2 separate regions of the Triticum aestivum genome follow, and region 2 is linked to region 1. A link is a contact called in public Hi-C data. All regions are on one chromosome and are shown on one strand. The core of a region is the stretch at or near the end of the contact, and the rest is flanking DNA. Distances in the headings are between cores, read along the strand shown. Region 1 has its middle 120 kb from the start of LOC123167357. Region 2 holds the start of LOC123167326 (F-box/kelch-repeat protein SKIP25).

What was found. A called contact is a pair of places that touch in the nucleus more often than the background predicts.
Region 2: a Hi-C map of leaf shows a contact between it and region 1, with 8 times the contacts expected there. The contact joins the promoter of LOC123167326 here to the enhancer-like site in region 1. A contact is called at or near these places in 2 of 5 Hi-C or Micro-C datasets (both in leaf) and 1 of 1 datasets of contacts at active chromatin or transcription factors (leaf).

The regions. Positions count from the first base shown.
Region 1 is chr7D:519,218,540-519,221,955 of IWGSC CS RefSeq v2.1, reverse strand. No RefSeq gene overlaps it. Among protein-coding and RNA genes, the nearest start is that of LOC123167357, 120 kb to the right of the region's middle. Within about 2 kb of position 2,060, at least 3 of the 8 cell types and tissues checked have an H3K27ac peak or open chromatin away from gene starts, as enhancers often do. A contact at or near this core is called in leaf, where this site is marked.
Region 2 is chr7D:519,430,897-519,434,328 of IWGSC CS RefSeq v2.1, reverse strand. LOC123167326 (F-box/kelch-repeat protein SKIP25) reads right to left here and starts at 1,365. Exons shown (of 1, transcript XM_044585174.1): 1 at 1-1,365. The coding sequence starts at 987.

The DNA of each region.
Region 1 (3,416 bases), core at 811-3,310:
TGACATAAATAGTATTAAACACATACTGATATTTGACCATATTAGCGCGTACTAGACAGATAGTAGAAATATCTACGCAAATCACTAGTAAGGCTAAAACAGTAACGAATAGGAGAGGGGCAAACGAGTTATACCCTCCTATTGGCCAGATGGCCGTAGTAGCAGCAATGGCGGCGGCCTCCTCGGTCGCCTTCTGGTCAGCGGCAGCCTTCTTGTCGGCCGCGGTAGACATGGCGACGATGCAGCGGACGTGGACAAAGAGGAAGTAATCGATCGGAAGCAAGCAATTGCGTGGTCGCTCTCCAAAAACCTAATCGTCCCTCTCCCATACGGGAGCCGAAGAGGCGGGGTTTCGGAGGCCTGCTCTCCAGTCAACTGTGTACGCGGTGAACGGGATGCAGCCGCCGGCGGCAGCAGCAGCAATGGAACGACGTGGGCGTGGAGGTAGATGTGATCTGCTTCGCGTGGCGGCTAGGGTTGGCAGACGCCCCAGATGTGTATGTGCAGCCGCATGGAGAGACGTGGGCTGGACCCACGTCTGAGCCGGTAACAGCCCACGATCTGACGTCTCAGATTATGGTCCACCTGTCAAAGACTCTTCGTTCCTCACCGGTAAAAATAAGCGCATAGATATTAGGTCGGCTCGTCTCATTCCCGCAACATGCGGCGCGGCGAGGCGAGACGGGCTGCGGGTGAAGCGCGCGGGAACCACTTCTCTTCCCAAGCTCCAATAGCATGTGGAAGAGAATCCCTTATAAGGAGGTCCAACTTCTCTCCGACTAGTAAGGTGAGACTAATGTTATATAACCCACGTAGATCCTTAGAAATTTTCTAAAATTGTTAGATGGGTCCAAGGCCCACCCTCGTATTTCAACACTTGCTAGCAGCAGCTGTAGCTGTAGCTGGTGAGATGGATTGATCGATGGATACCCTCACCGACTCCGTGTACGCCTACATGAATTCATTCTGCTTTTGCAATTTATGCGGTAGGCGATCGAGATCTCTCATGAATGATGATAATCTCCCAACAATAATACTCATGCTGCATCGATCTGTCTTGGTTGGATGGAAGGCGCGCACCACACACATCAACGTACTACTACGCGTGTTCCTTTCTTCCGAGATGTGGCTGCCAACGCAGACTAGCCGAGCCGGGGCGACATGTTTTGGCAAGTGGCCACGCGAGCGAGCGATTGCTGTCCAAAAGGTGGCTTTTGTTGGCCTTCGCGCACGCCCAGGGGCCATGAGCCAGGACGATGGCTCACGTGCCCTAACCTCCCCGACCCGATGATTAGTAGTAGGAGTAATGACGATTAGTACACCAGCCACTCGTGCTCGTAAGCTGCAGTCTTAACCGCTTAATTAATACTCTTGCATAGTCCACCGATCGCCTTTTCGCTCTGATTGATTGGCACATGTGCACGGGACCTCGACACTGTATCCGGGCCAAGAGATGGCCGGCGAAGTGGACGGAATAATATTCCATGGAGTATATGTTATGATCCAGTGGGCCGGTTGGATTAATCTGCTGGCCGCATGTTCTGTTGGTCAGTAGCAGTAGCCGCAGCATCCGTCTGTCCTTGGCTATTAGCCTATTACTATCTGGTTATTTTAGGAGCATATACATTAATACAGCTGGTCTTTTGTGTGGACTAAAACCGTAGACTTAGAACAAGTCCTCTGACTACATGTACATCGTAAAAAAAAAGGGTCGAGTGGGCACTCACTCGCTATAATCTTTCAACAATCTGAGCTCGAGGACTCAACTATTTCGCGGAGAAAGAATAGCAGCTCTTTCTCTCCACTGCGATTCTCGTGTTGGGTTGTGCGATGCGACCAAGGACCTTCTTTTCCCGTTTCTTTCTTTTTTTTCCGAAACATTTCCCTCTCTCTAATTTCTTGCGGATATTTGCTCTAGACGACCGGGTCCCAGCTTCAAACGTCAATTTTCAACACCAATAGAGTATCATTCTTCTTGGAGTAGTAGTAGTACATACAGATGATACAGCCAACAAAGACTGCTCATTTTTCTAAGTACAAATTGGACTAGAACAGGAGCGGAAAAACCGAGGAAGAATCCATCCGGATCTTCGGGGACCAGGCCATGTGTAGCAGCTGTGCAGAACATGCCAAAAAGAGCCTTTTCGACCGCTCGGCTCATGTCAACGAAATCAGATGCCGTGTGCACTGAAAAAAAAGATGCCGTGCGTAAACAACTCACTCGACCCCTATATATCTTACAGTATAAAATATGTACGTACGTTATACAAGTAGACCAAAATAAATATTGTAGCTATACCAGTTGGTGACCAAGCTAAAGCTTCAAGGCTTTTCAAAGGATTTGATGTTTATGTGAGTACTACTCCCTCCGTTCCCAAATAATTGTCTTTCTAAAGATTTCAACAAGTAACTACATACGGAGCAAAATGAGTAAATCTACACTCTAAAATATGTCTACATACATCCGTATGTTGTAGTCCATTTGAGATGGCTGGAAAGACAAATATTTCGGAACGGAGGGAGTACTTTTTATAGCCTGCCATTTCATAAGGAGTAGAACAGGGAAATGCCCGGGATCATCTGGAAACAAGCTACCATCGGTTGACAGCTCGTAGCTAAAACATAGGTGTGCATAGTTCTGGCCATCTCCTGCCCGACCCTGTCAGCCCACCCAGGCCCGGCCCTAAAATCCAGGGCCTAGGCCTGATGGGCTTGCCCGTGGGCCGGGCTTGGACCTGAGTTTTGAGCCCACCAGCAAGGCCTGGACGGGCTTGGGCTTGGCATATTGACATTTTAAGGAAGAGGCCCAGCCACGGCCCTAAGCCCTAAGGGCTTTTCAGGGCTTTTTTACCGGATGGGCCGGGCTTGGACTTGAAAAGTAGGCCCTATGGTAAGGCCTGGGCCTCAGTTTTCTGCCGTGGGCTTTTTTAGGCCCGGCCCGGCCCATGGCTAGGTATAAGTGTGCATGAGCTGTCGATCTCTCCTCTCCCTTGCACAACAATTATCTACTACCCTTATAAAAGGAAGAGAGGACGGAGAGCCAAACAATCTGCACCGTACAGAAGGTTAATATCATAAAAAAAACGAAGGGATCCGTCTCAAGAGAAGAGATATCCTACTAGTGAACTGGGTCGGGTCGATCCACCAGCTGCCGGCCTGGCCATTGTATATGCGTGCGTTCTAGTCGGCCACCGGTCACCAGATAAATCTATGCACGGCGTGACCGATGCATGGCTGCACGCTGGCACAGCGTGTAGAGTGGACAAAAGTGAACTTTTCCCTCTCCTCCCGGCCCTCTGTCGCTGTCGTGTGTGTGTCGAACGCGCAAAGGCTGTGCCGTAGCCAGCTCATCTGGATAATAGAGATGTCGCCATCATGTGTACTTTAGTTGACATAATGCCCCGGGTTATGGTGGA
Region 2 (3,432 bases), core at 116-2,615, 210 kb before region 1:
GGTGTTGAGCGCGCCGCGCTCCTCGTCCACGACGAAGATCGTGTCGCCGCTGTCCGGGGACGCCGCGGCGGGGCCCTTCCACCCGGCCAGCATGCCGGGCGGCATGTCCTCCCACCGCCCGGCCACGAGGTCGAACACCGCGCCCTCCTTGGCGCCGCTGCCGCGGAGGTTGACCATGCAGACCTTCCCGCCCGAGCACACGGCCTCGGCCGCGTCACGGCTGAACCGCCCGTCCCGCAGCGGCGGGAGCGGCTCCCACGGCGCAGACGGCGTGGCGGGGTCCCATGTCGCCCCGGAGCGCGCGACGGCGAGGTCGTACCCGGCGCCCACGCCGCCCGCGACGAACACGCGCCCCCTCGCCGCCCCCGCCGCGCACCACCTGCGCGGGGCGAGCGGGACCCGCGGGCCGACCTGCCATCGCGGCGCGGGCGCGGCGGTCGGGTCGAAGACGAGCGGACGGCACAGCGCCGGGTGGAGCGACTGCGTGGACCCTGCGACGAGGACGAGCTGCCCCGCCGCGGCCACGGACTGGAGCGGCAGCCGGCGGGAGAGAAACGACGGGTGGCAGAGGGTCGGGGGCGGCGACGGCATCGGCGGCGCCGGCAGACAGTCCCACCGCGCGGCGATCGGGTCGTAGGCCGCGAAGGACGCGCCGCCGTCGCCGGCGTCCTCGAGGAGCGCGTACAGGGACAAGAACGGCGGGAACGACGGCGCGTACAGCAGCCGGCGCCACGGGCGGCAGACGGCGTGCATGAGGCTCGGCGGGAGCGTCGAGAGGCAGAGCTGCGCGAGGTGGTCCGGCAGGCCCGGGAGCAGCGGCTGCGACTGCGACTGCGACGTCGTCGTCGACACCTCAGCAGCGGCAGCGGCGTCGTGCCTCTCCATGGCCACCGGCGCCGCCGCCGGGCGGAGCCGCTTGGCCTCGCGGCAAGAAGCGGAGGAGGAGGGGCTGCTGCAGGGGCGCTTGGCCAGCGCGGGTGCAGCCATGGCCGCGGAGGCGAGAGGCGCTACTAGTAGCAGGCAGGCCGCGCCTTGCTTGCTTGGGCGAGCACGGCGACCCTACACTAAACTATGCCGAGTGCGTGCGTGTGCATGCGCTGGGCGTTGTGGGCGGCAATTAATCCGGAAAGGCGCGGGGCAGTAGCAGAGGAGGAAGAGGGATACGGCTATCCCATATGGGGGTGGAGGACGATGATGCCCGCTCGCACTGCGGCTGCTGTGCGGTGGTATATGCAGTGCGGTTGCGTGGCTCCGTGGCGTGGGAGACTGGCAGCCAGCAAACAGCAGGCGGGCGCCGGCGCGGCCGGGTGTCGGGTCGGCGGTCCGTTGTCTGGCTCGCCGGCCGCGAATTCCTGAGGCTGCAGGACAAGGCCGGCCTTTTCGCGCCTTCCTCCCTACTACGGTCCACGCAGTGGCTGACGACACTGCGTACGTACACGGCCTGTGATCCATGTAGTAATTTTTTTATGCAGCAAGTAGTCGTGCTGCGTCGGGATCATGTAATACGAGAGATCTCTTTGAAACGGTAAACGAAGTTTGTAGCATTTGGAGGGTGGAACACAATGGTGTTTGTTTATCAGGAATGCTGTGACACATGTCGTAAGCAATTTAAACTACTAAAAAAATAAAAGCTTCGTTCTCGACCTGTTACATTGCTTCTTTGGCAAATATATGTCCATCCTAAGAATATTTTTGTTCATCTTCAAAAAGGAGTATAAAAGAATTTTTATAAGATTAGAAATTTTTCAAAGAAAACTTTTTTATCCACTCAATTCTTATTAGTGGATGTGTTTATTTGCGTGTGCTGATGCTGGCTATATGCATCCTAGATTCCTAGTTATGCATAGGCCGGATGTGTGCTTATTGTGTTTGTATATCCTTGGTGTTTTATTGTGAGTTAATAAAATCCATCCTTTATTAAAAAAATCTTATTAGTGGGTTACCCTAAAAATATCTTACGGTAGATATTTTTTCATGTGATATGGAATACTCTTCCATTCTAAACTCATGTAGTCTTCTAATTTTATAGAATAATAGTACAACAGGACGTGCCATTTAATCATGTGTTTTTTCTATTACCATGTGTTTGAGAAAGTTGTGAATCAAAGAAGTCCTAGGTACATGTGCTACCGTTGTTGGTTAAGGGCATTTCCAACGTGGATCATCATACCGCCCGTAAATGTTTGGATCGGACGGTTTAGATACATTTAACCATCCAACGCGGCTCATCAAATCCGTCTGAGGGATTCCGCCACGTCGCACTTTGACACCCCTGGCTCACCCGAAGCCCTTGTTTTTTGATACATCCCTCCTCATGTGGTTGTGTCCACGCTCCCGAAGACCGACATCACTGTTGTACTACCCTGCTACTTCTTGAGCTTGCGTTGGTTTTTCCCTTAAAGAGGAAAGGGTGATGCAGCAAAGTAGAGTAAGTATTTTCCTCAGTTTTGAGAACCAAGGTATCAATCCAGTAGGAGACAACGAACAAGTCACTGAATACCTGCACAAACAATCAAACAAACTTGCACCCAACGCGATAAAAGGGTTGTCAATCCCTTCATGGTTACTTGCAAAAGTGAGATCTGATAGAAATAGATAAACGGTAAAGTAAATATTTTTGGCATTTTTGGTTTATAGATCGAAAAATAAAAGGAAGTGAATCGGAAACTAATATAATGGAAAATAGAAACTTATATGACGAAAAATAGACCCGGGGGCCATAGGTTTCACTAGAGGCTTCTCTCAAGATAGAAAATATTACGGTGGGTGAACAAATTACTGCCGAGCAATTGATAAGAAAGCACAAAGTTATGACGATATCTAAGGCAATGATCATGAATATAGGCATCACGTCCGTGTCAAGTAGACCGACTCCTGCCTGTATCTACTATTATTACTCCACACATCGACCGACTCCTGGCTGCATCTAGAGTATTAAGTTCATGAAGAACAGAGTAACGCATTAAGTAAGATGACATGATGTAGCGGGATAAACTCAAGTAATATGATGAAAACCCCATCTTGTTATCCTCGATGGCAACAATACAATACGTCTCAGTTCCCCTTCTATCACTGGGATCAAGCACCGTAAGATTGAACCCAAAGCTAAGCACTTCTCCCATTGCAAGAAAAACCATTCTAGTTGGCCAAACCAAATCGATAGTTCGAAGAGACTTGCAAAGTTATCAAATCATGCATATAAAAATTCAGAGGAGATTCAAATAATATTCATAGACAAGCTGATCATAAATCCACAATTCATCGGATCTCGGCAAACACACCGCAAAAAGGTATTACATTGAATAGATCTCCAAGAACATCAAGGAGAACATGGTATTGAGAATCAAAGAGAGAGAAGAAGCCATCTAGCTACTAGCTATGGACCCGTAGGTCTGTGGTAAACTACTCACGCTTCATCGAAAGGGCAATGGT